2 separate regions of the Mus musculus genome follow, and region 2 is linked to region 1. A link is a contact called in public HiChIP or PLAC-seq data. All regions are on one chromosome and are shown on one strand. The core of a region is the stretch at or near the end of the contact, and the rest is flanking DNA. Distances in the headings are between cores, read along the strand shown.

What was found. HiChIP or PLAC-seq counts read pairs in DNA pulled down with a chosen protein or histone mark.
Region 2: an H3K27ac HiChIP or PLAC-seq map of large pre-B cells shows a contact between it and region 1, with 2.0 times the contacts expected there. The contact joins two enhancer-like sites. A contact is called at or near these places in 3 of 39 promoter capture datasets (embryonic stem cells, liver and pre-B cells), 3 of 484 Hi-C or Micro-C datasets (the G1E-ER4 cell line, cardiomyocytes and palatal mesenchyme) and 2 of 115 datasets of contacts at active chromatin or transcription factors (embryonic stem cells and large pre-B cells).

Annotation. Positions count from the first base shown.
Region 1 is chr7:25,116,776-25,123,913 of GRCm38.p6, forward strand. Pou2f2 (POU domain, class 2, transcription factor 2) reads right to left here. Exons shown (of 15, transcript NM_001163554.1): 2 at 4,381-4,446; 3 at 4,249-4,283; 4 at 4,066-4,122. Among named protein-coding and RNA genes, the nearest start is that of Pou2f2, 12 kb to the right of the region's middle. Within about 2 kb of position 3,911, at least 101 of the 459 cell types and tissues checked have an H3K27ac peak or open chromatin away from gene starts, as enhancers often do.
Region 2 is chr7:25,589,540-25,596,495 of GRCm38.p6, forward strand. No RefSeq gene overlaps it. Among named protein-coding and RNA genes, the nearest start is that of Gm51473, 9.2 kb to the right of the region's middle. Within about 2 kb of position 4,297, at least 6 of the 459 cell types and tissues checked have an H3K27ac peak or open chromatin away from gene starts, as enhancers often do.

The DNA.
Region 1 (7,138 bases), core at 2,661-5,160:
CCCTTCCAGAGGACCCAGGTTTGGTTCCCAGCACATGGCCGCTCAACCATGGATTAGTAACTCAAGTTCTGGGGGACCTGACAACCTCTCCCGGCCCCTGTGGGCACTAAGCATGCACAAACAGACGTGCATACAAAACTCTTATACACATAAAAGTAAAATTAGAATGTTCTCTTATTGTTGAAAAGAAGGGTCTTGGAATAGAAAAATTACCACTGGGGGCTGAGCAGAGTGGTACACAACTGTAATCCAGGCACTTCGGTGGGAGGCAGAGGCAGGAAGATTGCTGTGAGCACTAGGCCAGTCAAGGCTACACACACTTAGGAACGTATGTATGTATGTATGTATATACATATATGTATGTGTGTATATATGTATATGTGTATATACATAGACATATATATGCACATATATATAAAACAACAATTAATGAAAAAAGTAGTCATGAATTTTAAAAATAACAAGGAGGAGGTTATGGGGAGGTTTTGGAGGGAGAAAAAGGGACGGAAAAATATGTAAATATAATATCAAAAAAATTAAATTAAATTAAGTAGTCTTAACTAAAAATAAAAAGACCCAAAACAATTCCACCTTACCAGCTGGAGTGGTGATGGCATGAGTACATCTAATCCTTAGCACTTGGGAGGTTGAGGCAGGAGGATTTTGAGTTTGAGGGCCAGCCTATGTTACATATTAATACCCTATCTCTAAAAGTAAAGGAAGCAGAGTGGCACTTCCCAATCACACACGACTATGGAGAGAGACAACAGACAATCCCCATGGGGCACATGGGCAAGGGTGGATGGAGAGACCAACAGGAAGCTGTACCCACCCACCCTGCCCTTCCGGGTCACTCATTTCAGAGAAAATCAGAGTCCCAGCAGCAATGCAAAGCTGGTCCTGACCTGCGGACCAGCCAGAGGCAGCTCTGGCCTCCCCTGTCTCTCTCACTATGATGTGGATATAGCCTGCATCACACACATAAAACAGACCAACGTTGTCAAGCCATCCTTGGCCTCTTTTCCACAAAAAAGCCCAATGGCAGGGACTGTTGGCTGAAAAGATGCCTGCTGAGGGTGCATGGGGGCGTTTGATAGACACTGCACTTCTGGACCAGACCAGACACCAGGGACCGTCTATCGCTCAGTGCCTCCTTTGGCAAAAGGAGATCTAGAGAGAGAGACACACACACTTATGCGAGCTGACACGGCAGGTCCACAGAGAGCAGCGGCCCAAGGACAGTCCTGATGTCTCAGGTTACGGGATGGATGTGTCAGAAATTACATTATTAGAAGTTAGAAATATGGGCATTGCCCAGAAAGGATGTTAAAAGACTTTCTCTCCTGGCTAGTTGTAGTTGGTGTCTAAGAAGTATTTATTTTATTTTATTTTATTTTATTTTATTTTATTTTATTTTATTTTATTTTATTTGTGTGTGTAGGTATGCACATCCCACAGTGCACATGTGGAGGTCAGAGGACAACTTGCAGAAATTACTTCTCTCCTGCCACCATATGGGTTCCAGGGATTGAACTCAGGTTATTCAGGCTTGGCGGCAAGCCTCTTTACCCACTGAGCCATCTCATTCCACTTTCCACTAAATTACTTAGGGGTTTGGTTTGGTTTGGTTTGGTTTGGTTTGGTTTGGTTTGGTTTGGTTTGGTTTGGTTTGGTTTATCGAGACAGGGTTTCTCTGTGTAGCCCTGGCTGTCCTGGAACTCACTCTGTAGACCAGGCTGGCCTTGAACTCAGAAATCCGCCTGCCTCTGCCTCCCAAGTGCTGGGATTAAAGGCGTGCGCCACCACTGCCCCGCTTTTGTTTTGTTTAAATTACTTAGTTTTTATATAGTCCAGCCTGGCCTCAAACTCAATGCATTCTTCTTCCTTATCCTTCTCAGGGTTGGGAACAGCAGTGTGATCCAACAGCTTTTTTTCTTGGGCATACTTAGTTTGGGAAAATTCAGAACGAGACACTAAAGATCCCTGTGTGTTTTGATGGGTGTTATGTTTTAATATGAAGTTAAAAAAAAACTTGAAACTTTCTTGTTTTTTCTTGTTTGTTTGTTTTTTAAGACAGGCTAGCCTGCAACTTACTATGTAGACCAGGTTGGCCACAAACTCTTAAGAGAAATGCCTGCCTCTGCCTCCAGAGTGGTGAGATTAAAGGTATAGGCTAGTATGCTCAGCTTTTGTTTTATGAAGCAGGTCTCGGGCAGCCCCAGCTAGCCTCAAATTCTCTAGGCAGTCAAGGGTGACCTAGAACTTCTGATCTTTCTGCCTCCCCCTCATGGAGAGATGTGTCCCCAGGGATGGTTGATGGAGTACAGGACAGGGGATCAAATCCAGAGTCATCATGAATGCCATTCAAGCTCTCAGCCAATGAAATCACTCACGTTCCTGGCCTACTGTATGGTTTTGAAACACAGTCCTTGCTAAGTTGCCCGGGCTAGCCTGGAACTTAACTATTGCAGCCTAGGATTGGCCCCTCACCTGGGCCTCTGGAGAGCTGGGATCAGATGCTCAGCCACCACACTTGACTGTGATGACATTTTAAGCGGCTCACCAAAGCCAGCTCTCTTCCCTTTCCACTCGTGGAGGAGAGGTCCCGAGGTGAGACCCTCCAGCACATGAGGGACTCTGGGTAGAATTTAATAATCGTATTTATTTCCATGGTAAACGATTCTGGTTTTCCATTCACGAAATTTCCATTTAAAACCCTGTTTATTCAAGCTGTTGAAAAAGCCAAAGCCCTGCACGATTTGGTAATTGTTGGAACTGACTGATGGGTCCCTGCGGGTTGGTGTTTTTGTTACATGCTTCTGTCTATTTTTTTTTTTTTTGTATCACATTTTCCATAATAAAAATGTTTTTAAAAATTGAGTCACTTAACAAGATTATTATGTAAATAATACACCCCAGTGGTGCACAGATGCACCAGGGACGACAGCATGCAGACTGCTGCATCTGGGTACGCTCCTGTGCAGAGGAGGTGGGGAGAGCTTGCAGGGCAAAGGTCAGCGCCAGAGAAGCAGGGTGAAGTGTGGAGGGTAGCCAGGCCTGGGAAGGGGAGGGAGGGCCCCTCACGGCCTCTCACTGGCTTTCCAGAGAAGGCTGCTGCTCGGAGCAAAGATGGAGCAAAGATGGACGGGCACATACTACTAGGGCTGAAGCAAACCCCTAGCCTGAGGTCAGAAGGTCAAGTGTAGGAGCCCTCCTGACCTAGGCCTCTATATAAAAGGCACCTGCTCACAAAGCATTTTGTCCTCCCAGCCCTGGAGACATAGCAGATATGGGGAGGACCTCAGAGGCTGTCCCTCCCCACGTACCCTGTCCCCAGCCCGGTGTTAGAGAAGAGGAAACTAAGAAGCCCAGAGAGGGGAAGTGACTTTCCCATGGTCACACAGCAAAGCTGCAGGGCTGGGTGAAGGGCACTGCTGAGTCTCATCTCATCCTTCAGCCACCTCTGGTCAGGCTCTGTCCACACCCCCATTCTTGCTTCTCCTTTTAAGAGTCTGAACCTGTCTACGGCCCCTTACCACCATCAGGCTGGACGGAGACTGAGTCCCAGAAGTTCCCTAAGCCCCACAATGCCTAAGCACAGAGCCCTTCCCTTCCCTCATCCTCTCCTTCATCCCCATGGCTGTCCTCACTGGGTCTGCCAACTTCTCTTATCCTGTTCCCTGCGGTCTGTGTGTGTGTGTGTGTGTGTGTGTGTGTGTGTGTGTGTGTGTGCGCGCGCGCGCACGCGCGCGCGCCTGTGTTGGGGTACAGGGGTGCTTCAGGCCCCCTTTGGCCAGGGAAGTCGGGATGGGGGCGGGGCTTTGGCTTCCTGTTGTTATCGCCCTGGGGCTCTGGGGGGGATTTCCCTGGCCACCCCCACCCCCTAGGGAAGGGGAAGGAGACTGGGTGAGTCACAAGTCTGGGGCGGGAACCGAGGGTGAGAAAGGGCAGGAGGAACCTTGCCGCTTGGTACCCTTGCAGGACCTGGGTCCACAGCAAATGTACTGAAGACGCCTTTCCTCCAGAGTCCCACCCGCTTCCCCGGATGATCCTACGGGTGCTTACCTTGGTGCTGGGGCCAGTTGGGGACACAGAGAATGGGGACGCTTTATTCTGGGGGTTCTGTGAAGAGAAAGTTGGGGCAAGGGGATGGGAATGGGGTCGTGAAAAGTTCCGGACACCTGCCTCCGCCCCCTAACCACTGCTCCATCCTTCCCTCCCCGTCCTGTGCATCTGACAGAGCCTGACCTGATGGTTAATGTCGGGTCCATTTCTTTCGGTGTCTGTAAAGAGAGAGAAGGGTGTGATGGTGCCGGGCATTCCTACACTCTGTTCCCACCCACATCTGTCTGCGTCCCTGCTTTACCCACCCACGCTCACCTGTGTGCTCTGACGGGGAGTCCAGACTTTGCTTCTCGGCCTCCAGGGGCTTAGACATTCTTATTTCTGTGAACAGAGAAGGGATGAAAATGGAGGGGAGGGAGAGGCAGCCAGGAGGCCTCTGAGGCCCTTCTTCTGCCAGCCCCACCCCCACTAAGCCTTTCCCAACCCCACACCTACCCCTGACATTTTGAAGTATCTCTTCCAGAGAATTCACCACAGAGGACACCTCCAATAAGTGGTACAGGAGCTGTCACCTACCGTGAGGCACCCACAGGGTGGGCAGGGAGGTGGGACATGGTCACAAGAAGGCGTCGGCTGGCTGGGAGGAGCTGGTGGGGTTCCATAAAGGAGCCCGTGCAACCTCTGGCCTCCTTCCCAGGCAGGTGGCTGGGCTCTAGCCTGTGCCCTACCAGGTTTCGAGTGAGACATGTTTTCCACTCTGAGCAGGGCAAGCGGGCTTTGATAGGGTTACCGGAGCCCCAAAACAAGGAGCTGTCAGATCTCAGAGTGTGATTCAGTCGTCCCCTGATCCGCCACCTTCCCTGTCCCCGAGTTCCCACATAACTCCCACCGGCCTTCCTTCCGTCACAAGCCCAGCAGCCGCACCCTACCCTTCTCAGACCTCTACACCACCCACTTCTACCCTGACCCTGCTCTTCCTCTAAGCAATGTCTCCCAATGCCTGGAATCCCAGCTGTGCTTGCAAATCAACCCGAATCCAGTAGCTTTCAGAATCCAAGGCAGGTGGTAGGCAGTGAGCATACTGATACCTGCCATCAAAAGTGCCTGTCTGCCACCACCCAGCACAGCCCCAAACAGTACACATGAGCCATTGGTGTAAGATCCTCCGTTCACATCAAGGAAGCTAAGGCTCCAAGGGCTGTCACTCCAAACCCAAACACCGGACTGCACCTTGGTGCTCCTGAACCTAGGCCCTGCTTCTAAATTGGATTCCTCTGAGCTAACAGCCCTGGGGGCCTCAGTTTCCACACTTCGTAGCCTGTTCTCATCATGGTACCATCTCTTACCCAGCCTGGGCCTGGGCCGGACGGAGCAAGATATGGGCTTCTGCCGACCTGTTCTCACTTCCCTGAGCCCCTCCAACTCACACTCCAAGTCCTGAATGTGACTCTGACTGTCAATGGTCTCAGACCTTACTCACAACAGCCCTCCTGGATTACCCAAAAGCCCCACCAACATTATGGAGTCCTGCCTATCCAAAAAAGGAATCCAGCTGCACCGTGTCTGCACCTCGGTGGTCTCAGAAGGCTAACGTGTGGAGGGAGAGAGAGCTCTGCACAAGGAGAAACAGTAAACGCCTAGGAACTTCGCAGCTGAGGATTACTTGAGGTGAAACGCCAGCCACTCGTGTTTTAGACTCCTAATCTAAAAGCTGGGCTGAGGGGGCAGGAGATGGCTCAGAGGCAGAGACTGGGTTCGCTTCCCAGCACCCATTGCTGGTAGCTCGCAGCTGCCTGTGACTCCAGCTCCAGGGGACCCAGAGGCTGCAAGCATATGCATGTGTCCCCTATATACACTACTAGAAGGAAAAGAGCCAAGGTGGCCTTGTGCAGGACTTGGGGGTAAACATACAAGCACTGCAGGCGCAGCTGAGGAGATGGCTGCTCCCTGTGACCCAGCGTCTCCACTTCTGGGTGGCTGATGAGCAGGGGAAGCTCTGAGCATGTGTCTCAGTAGGAGAGGACTTGCCTAGTACTGGACCCTGGGTTCCATTTTCAGCAAAATACATACACAACACACACACATACACTTACACACACACACATACACACACACAACCCAAACATACCCCATACACACCCCAAACATAACACAGACATACACATGTAACCCCCACACCATACACATACCACACCATACACACATACACACACACATCAAACATATTTACAAACACACATACACTTCCCAAATATACCCCATATACACCCTAAAATACAACACACACACATATAACCCCCACACCATACACATACCACACCATACACACATACCTTAAACACACACACTATGCACATACTACACCATACACACAATATACCACACCATACATACACAAATACATACCACACACCCCAAATATACCAACAATAAATACACACACACCATACATACACCCCACACCACAGACACACACCACATACACACACACACACACACACACACACACACACACACACACACACACACACACAGGAAAGAATAAGTAGCCACTAAAGTCCCAGGCCCAAATGTTCAGATTTTGTACCGTAGCTCAAAAGTGGAAAGCATTCCAAAGCCCATCTGTGAACCACATAACCAAAATGTGGCCTGTCCATACAACAAATCACACTATGTCACCGAAAAATGAACAAGGTCCTGCCTCAGCCACAGTGCTGAGTCTGGCAGGCAGAGTGAAAGCGGACAGACAGACATGGAAGCATCCGGCTGGGAATCCAATACACTGAGCCCTTAAAACCCAGAGAAGTAGCCTGGCCGTGGTGAGACCCACTGCTAACCCAGGGTTTGAGAGATACAGGATGAGGGTCAGGAGCTGAAAGCCATCTTCAGCTACACTGCAGCTTTGAGACTAGCCTGGGCTACAAGAGGCCTTGTCTCAAAGCAAACAAACTGGAGCTGGAGTGATAGTTTGGCAGATAAGAAGGACATGGCATGGAAGACGGACAGCCTCAGTTTAGTATCTGAAAATCGTCCACTGGCTTCCACGCACACCATACCCACCACATGTTCTGGT
Region 2 (6,956 bases), core at 3,047-5,546, 470 kb after region 1:
ATTTATGAAATTCCTAGCCAAATGGATGGACCTGGAGGGCATCATCCTGAGTGAGGTAACACATTCACAAAGGAACTCACACAATATGTACTCACTGATAAGTGGATATTAGCCCAAAACCTAGGATACCCAAGATATAAGATACAATTTCCTAAACACATGAAACTCAAGAAAAATGAAGACTGAAGTGTGGACACTATGCCCCTCCTTAGAAGTGGGAACAAAACACCCTTGGAAGGAGTTACAGAGACAAAGTTTGGAGCTGAGATGAAAGGATGGACCATGTAGAGACTGCCTTATCCAGGGATCCACCCCATAATCAGCATCCAAACGCTGACACCATTGTATACACTAGCAAGATTTTATCGAAAGGACCCAGATGTAGCTGTCTCTTGTGAGACTATGCCGGGGCCTAGCAAACACAGAAGTGGATGCCCACAGTCAGCTAATGGATGGATCACAGGGCTCCCAATGGAGGAGCTAGAGAAAGTACCCAAGGAGCTAAAGGGATCTGCAACCCTATAGGTGGATCAACATTATGAACTAACCAGTACCCCGGAGCTCTTGACTCTAGCTGCATATGTATCAAAAGATGGCCTAGTCGGCCATCACTGGAAAGAGAGGCCCATTGGACACACAAACTTTATATGCCCCAGAACAGGGGAACGCCAGGGCCAAAAAGGGGGAGTGGGCGGGTAGGGGAGTGGGGGTGGGTGGGTATGGGGGACTTTTGGTATAGCATTGGAAATGTAAATGAGCCAAATACCTAATAAAAAATGGAAAGAAAAAAAAAAAAAAAGAGTGAGAGACCTGTGGGGGGGGGGGAAGAATGACTGTTTTCAGCTAGACAACTTTTACTGTTTCTAGAACTTTTCATCACTTGTTCAAAAATTCTAACCACTAATCACTAACCTGGAAACCTCTCTATGTGCCTTTCTCTGTGAACTAGCCTAGTCTTTCATATATAATAATTGGAGAGTAATTTTTTCAGGTTGTTATTGCTGCTGTATTCAAAACAATAAGGAAAGCAAATTGGGCGTACTGGCTGGTGTTGTGTGTCAACCTGACACAAGCTGGAGCTATCACAGAGAAAGGAGCTTCAGGTGAGGAAATGCCTCCATGAGATCCAGCTGTGGGGCATTTTCTCAATTAGTGATCAAGGGGGGAGGGCCTATTGTGGGTGGTGCCATCTCTGGGCTGGTAGTCTTTGGTTCTATAAGAGAGCAAGCTGAGCAAGCCAGTAAGAAATATCCCTCCATGGCCTCTGCATCAGCTCCTACTTTCTGGCCTGCTTGAGTTCCAGTCCTCACTTCCTTGGTGATGAACAGCGCTATGGAAGTGTAAGCTGAATAAACCCTTTCCTCCCCAACTTGCTTCTTGGTCATGATGTTTGTGCAGGAATAGAAACCCTGACTAAGACACCAGTCTAGAGGTCAATCATAAAGAAGGGACAAGGGAATTATGGGGCGTACACAATGGAAACTTTTTTTAGTCTCCTGTTTTGCTTTTATTCACTTTACATCCAGATCACAGCTCCCCCTCTTCCCAGTCCCACCCTTACAAATTCCTCTTCCTGTTGCCCCCACCCCTTCTCCTCAGAGAAGAGGAGTCCCCCTTGGGTACCACCCCACCTGGACATCTAGTACCAGCAGGACTAGGGCACATCCTCTCCCACTGAGGCCCATCCAGATAGTTGAAGTATGGGGGAAGGGGCTCCAATGGTGGGGAACAGAGACCAAGACAGCCCCTGCTCCACTTGTTAGGAGAACCACATGAAGACCAGGCTGCACATTTGCTACAGAAGTGTAGGGACTCTAGGCCCACCTCCTGTATGCTCCCTGGCTGGTATCTCAGGTTCTGTGAATTCCCGTGGTCCCAAGTCAGTTGACTCTGTGGGTCTTCTTGTGGTGTCCTTGACCCCTCTGACTTGCTCACTGTTATCCCCCACTCTTCCACAAGACTCTCTGGGGGCTCTGCCTGATAATTGGCTGTGGGTCTCTGCATCTGCCTCCATCTGCTGCTGGATGAAGCCTCTCGGGAGACATTTATGCTAGGTTACTGTCTGCAAGCATGGCAGAGCATCATAAGACCACAGTCACCCTGATATCTAAACCACACAAAGACTCTACAAAGAATGAAAATTTCAGACCACTTTCTCTTATGAACATTGATGCAAAAAAATACTCAATAAAACACTTGCAAACCAAATCCAGGAACACATTAAAAGTGTCATCTACCATGATCAAGTAGGCTTCATCCTAGAGATGCAGGGATGGTTCAGTGTATGAAAATCCATCACCTTAATTCACTTATAAACAAACTGAAAGAAAAAAATGACATTATCATCTCATTAGGTGTTAAAAAAAAAAAAAGCCTTTGACAAAATCCAACACCCTTTCATGTTAAAAGTTTTAGAGGGATCAGGGATACATACAAAGGCACATCCCTAAACATAATCAAAGCATTTACAGGAAGCCAATAGCCAACATCAAATTAAATGGAGAGAAATTTAAAGCAATTCTACTAAAGTCAGGGACAAAATAAGGCTGCCCAGTCTCTCCCTATCTATTTAGTACAGTACCTGAAGGTCTAGCCAGAGCAATAAGACAACTAAAGGAGATCAAGGGGATACAGATTTGAAAAGAAGAAGTCAAGGTATTGTCATTCACAATGGAATTTTTAATGATGTAGTATTTTCGTTTTATCTACACTGTTGTTCTGCCTGATTGTATGTGTGTGTGAGGGTGTCAGATCTCCTAGAACTAGAGTTATAGACAGTTATGAGCTGCCACAAGGATCCTGGGAATTGAACCCAGGTCCTTTGGAAGAGCAGCCTGTGCTCTTAGCTGCTGAGTGAACTCTCTAGCCACACAATGGAATTTTATTTAGGCATAAAGAAAAATGAAACTTGCAGGAGAATAGATGTTTTGTTAAGTATTATTCTAAACAAGTTGATCCAAATCAAAAAGACAATTACAGTATGTTCTCTCTCATTTGTGGATCCTAGCTGTTAATGTGTACATGTGTGTATGTAACTGGGCATGGATATGGATAAGGCCTAAAGAACTGTCAAGCTGACCACAAAAGGGTTAAACAAGGAATAGAAGTGAAAAACAGAATACAGGACACAGGAGCTGGGAAGGAGGTGTCTGAGTCAGGGTTTCTATTGTAACAAAGCACCATGACTAAAAAGAAAGTTGAGGAGGAAAGGCCTTATCTGGCTTACACTAATGTTTTGCTGTTCATTCTCAAAAGAAGTCAGGACAGGAACTCGAACACTACAAGAACCTGGAGGCAGGAGCTGATGCAGAGGCCATGAAGGAGTGCTGCTTACTGGCTTGCTTCTCCTGGCTTGCTCAGCCTGCTCTCTCACTGAACCCAGGGCCCACAAGTGACACCACCCTGCCTGCAGTGGGCTGGACTCTCCCAAATCAAACACTAATTAGGAAAATGCCTTACAACAGTGTCATATGGAGGCATCTTTAATCGGTGTTCTCTCTTTTTAGGCGATCTCAGTTTGTGCATCAGGTTGGCATAAGACTGGCCAGCACAGGAACTCGGAGATGAAGTTTAGAAGCCAGAGTGGTGAGAACGAGGGAGGAACAGACTCTCTGAGACAGGATGTGAGAAGGCTACCTACGGTGATGTCCAATTCTCTGCCTGTTGATTTTAAAACTAACAATCAATGTTTTAAAATTTGTATTTTTAGGACCAACTGACATGGCAATGGATTAGTCTGCCACATTTTCTGTGTACTCCTCTGCTGGTGGCACATGGATCATCTCCATGCTTTGCCTACCGCAGAGAAAGGGTCCATGAGTGTGCATAACTGATTGAGCTCCTGTTAGGTCCTGAGGCTAAGCTCACAGCAGAGCACTGGGCTCCACAATCGTCCTGCCAGGAGCTTGTTATAGTGACCTTCCCTTAACATTGTAGGGAGGTGTGTCTCTGAGTTTTCAATTCTGTCCTAGCAGAGAACTAAGAGCCCAGGATCCGTGCACAGGATCAGGGAGCCATGGTGGTAGAGACAGTATAGAGGCCCAGAGAAGGGGACAGTGCAGCCACTGGCCACCCATTTCCATCCTGCCAGCCACCAGTGCAGGGGTGCAGGGGGCAGGGAGACTGGTCCAGTGATGGCCATCTTAAGAATGCCTTGACGGATTAAAACTGATAATGTTCTGGCATGTGTATCCATTAAAGTTCAACACATTTTCAAAGGTTATAACATAGTACATGTTACAGGTATGCCTTACAATCCCACAAGTCAGATAGTTCTAGAAAGGTCTAACCATACTTTAAAGGAGATATGCATGAGCAGAGGGGAGGTTATGAGATCTCCCAGAGAGAGATTACATAATGCTTCATTTACTTTACGTTTTTAAAATATTAATGAGACAGATGGCGCAGCTGCTGAAGATTTAGACATTTTAGAAAGGAGTGCTGAATTAAATTACCCTGTATACTTTAATGATACGTTGACCTCAGAATGGTAGTCAGGAAATATGTTGCATTGGCAAAGAAGATAAGCTTTTGCTTCAAGAGGAAGCAACAATCTATGGATTCTTTCAAAGTTAATAAAGATTAGACTTGACTGTGGGAGACCTTCTGAAAATCTTGGCTCCTGACATGAAAGATGTGAAGAAAGAGACCCAGAAAAACTACAAAACAGATGACATGAAGGACAGTCCCTGGTTTTGGGAACAGCTAAGAGACCAGCTGAGACACGCATGTCTCTGGAGAAGCCAATGAATTTGTTTGACTACCTGGTTCTCATCCTTTCATCTGTCATGGCGGGCGATTTATTCTACAGCTTGATGATATGTTCAAACAGACGTAGAAGATTGACAGATGCATTTCATCTGCTCAAACATAGAGCAAAGAAATTATCATTAGCTGATAATGTGTACACTGCACATTCCATGCATGTGTTAATACAGAAATGTCCTTACAATGTTACCTATAAAAGTTTATGTGCTTTCAGAGCCAACTGAAAAGACACCACTGAAGACAAAGCATCTAGCCCCAGGGGACCCAGCCTCACAGACTGCCTCAATTGCTGTTTCCTCAAAAATTGTATCCAGGACAGTTTCAAAGTGTCCAGCCTCATACAATGTCTCTGCCAGGACTTCAGTTACATCCCACACTTTCCTATCCCACAGAGCCTGAACAGCAAAGGAGACAGCCAAGTCTCCCAAGACTTGTCCAATATCACGGTTTTCTAGGATCCCCCCCACCTCAAAAAAAAAAAACTGTCGCCCCAGACTTCAGGAAGCAATTTTAAGAACATAACACCCTCATTCCCAAGAGGTGGTTAGTGGGTTTCGGTCATTCAGTGGGTTATGGATGTGTGTAGTCATTTAGTGGGATTGGTTTCAAGTTGTTACTCGTCATTATCAAGGAGGAAACAAAGGAAACCAGGGACGTCTTTCTATCTCCCCCATCCTTCTTCCCCTCCCACTAGTGTTAGGGGGGGAAGATGAGTAAATCAGGACATAAGGGGATGAAAAAGAACAAAGAAAGGCATGTTATTGTACCTCCTTTTAGACGAGTAAAGCAAAAGCCCTCAAACACTTTAGATTGATGGGGATTTTTGTATGATGATAAAAACTTAATGCTATATTCGCTATACCATACATTGTATATGATTCAACTCTTGTGTAAGTTATATGTGAGTATGCAACTCATTTGAAAATGTAAAGTTCTAGTTTTATGAAAACTACTATTGTAAAACTGTTAATGATAATTAAGAAATGGAAGTTAATAACCATCTATAAATAATCAAGCTTATAGTCATGTTGGGGACTAATTTACTTAGTTACAGAAATAAGCCTTATTTAACTTCCTGTATGTTTTCTTTTTTTCTTTTTCTTTTTCCCCCGAGACAGGGTTTCTCTTTGTAGCCCTGGCTGTCCTGGAACTCACTCTGTAGACCAGACTGGCCTCGAACTCAGAAATCTGTCTGCCTCTGCCTCCCGAGTGCTGGGATTAAAGGCATGCGCCACCACCACCTGGCCCTGTATATGTTTTCAATGTTAAGCAGAAAGTCAATAGCTAGAAACAAGCAATATTTGTCAGTCACAAAGCAAGATACAAGAAAACTGAAATAACCCCATGTATCCTATCAGACTACCATGGATTAAAGCTGGACTTCAACAACAAGAGATACAACAGAAACCCTACACACTCATGGAAATTGAACAACTCTCCAATCAATGACCAGTGGGTCAGAAAAGAAAAAAGAAGTTAAATACCTTCCAAAATACAATGAAAATGAAGGCACAACATAACCCAAACTTATGGGACAGCATTAAAGCAGTGCTAAGAGGAAAGTTCATAGCACTAAGAGTGCCCTCATAAAGAAATTAGGCAGTCCTTGTACTAACAATTTAAAAGTGCACCTGATGCTGGGTGTGGTGGCGCACACCTTTAATCCCAGCACTTGGGAGGCAGAGGCAGGCAGATTTCTGAGTTCGAGGCCAGCCTGGTCTACAGAGTGAGTTCCAGGACAGCCAGGGCTACACAGAGAAACCCTGTCTCAAGAAAGAAAGAAAGAAAGAAAGAAAGAAAGAAAGAAAGAAAGAAAGAAAGAAAGAAAGAAAGAAAGAAAGAAAGAAAGAAAAAAGAAAGAAAGAAAGAAATGCACCTGAAAGGTCTAGAGAAAAAAGAAGCAAATGCGCTCAAGAAGAATAGATGGCAGGAAATAATCAAACTCAGGTCTGAAATCAGTCAATTAGAAACAAAGAGAAAAATACAAAGAATCAACAAAAGGAAGAGCTGGTTCTTTGAGAAAATCAACAAGATAGACAAACCCTTGGCCAAACTAATTAAAAGGCAGAGATACAGTATTCAAATCAACAAAATAAGATATGAAAAGGGAGATATAATGGACACTGAGGATTTTCAAAGAATCATTAAATCTTACTTCAAAAGCCTGTGGTCCACAAACTTTGAAAATT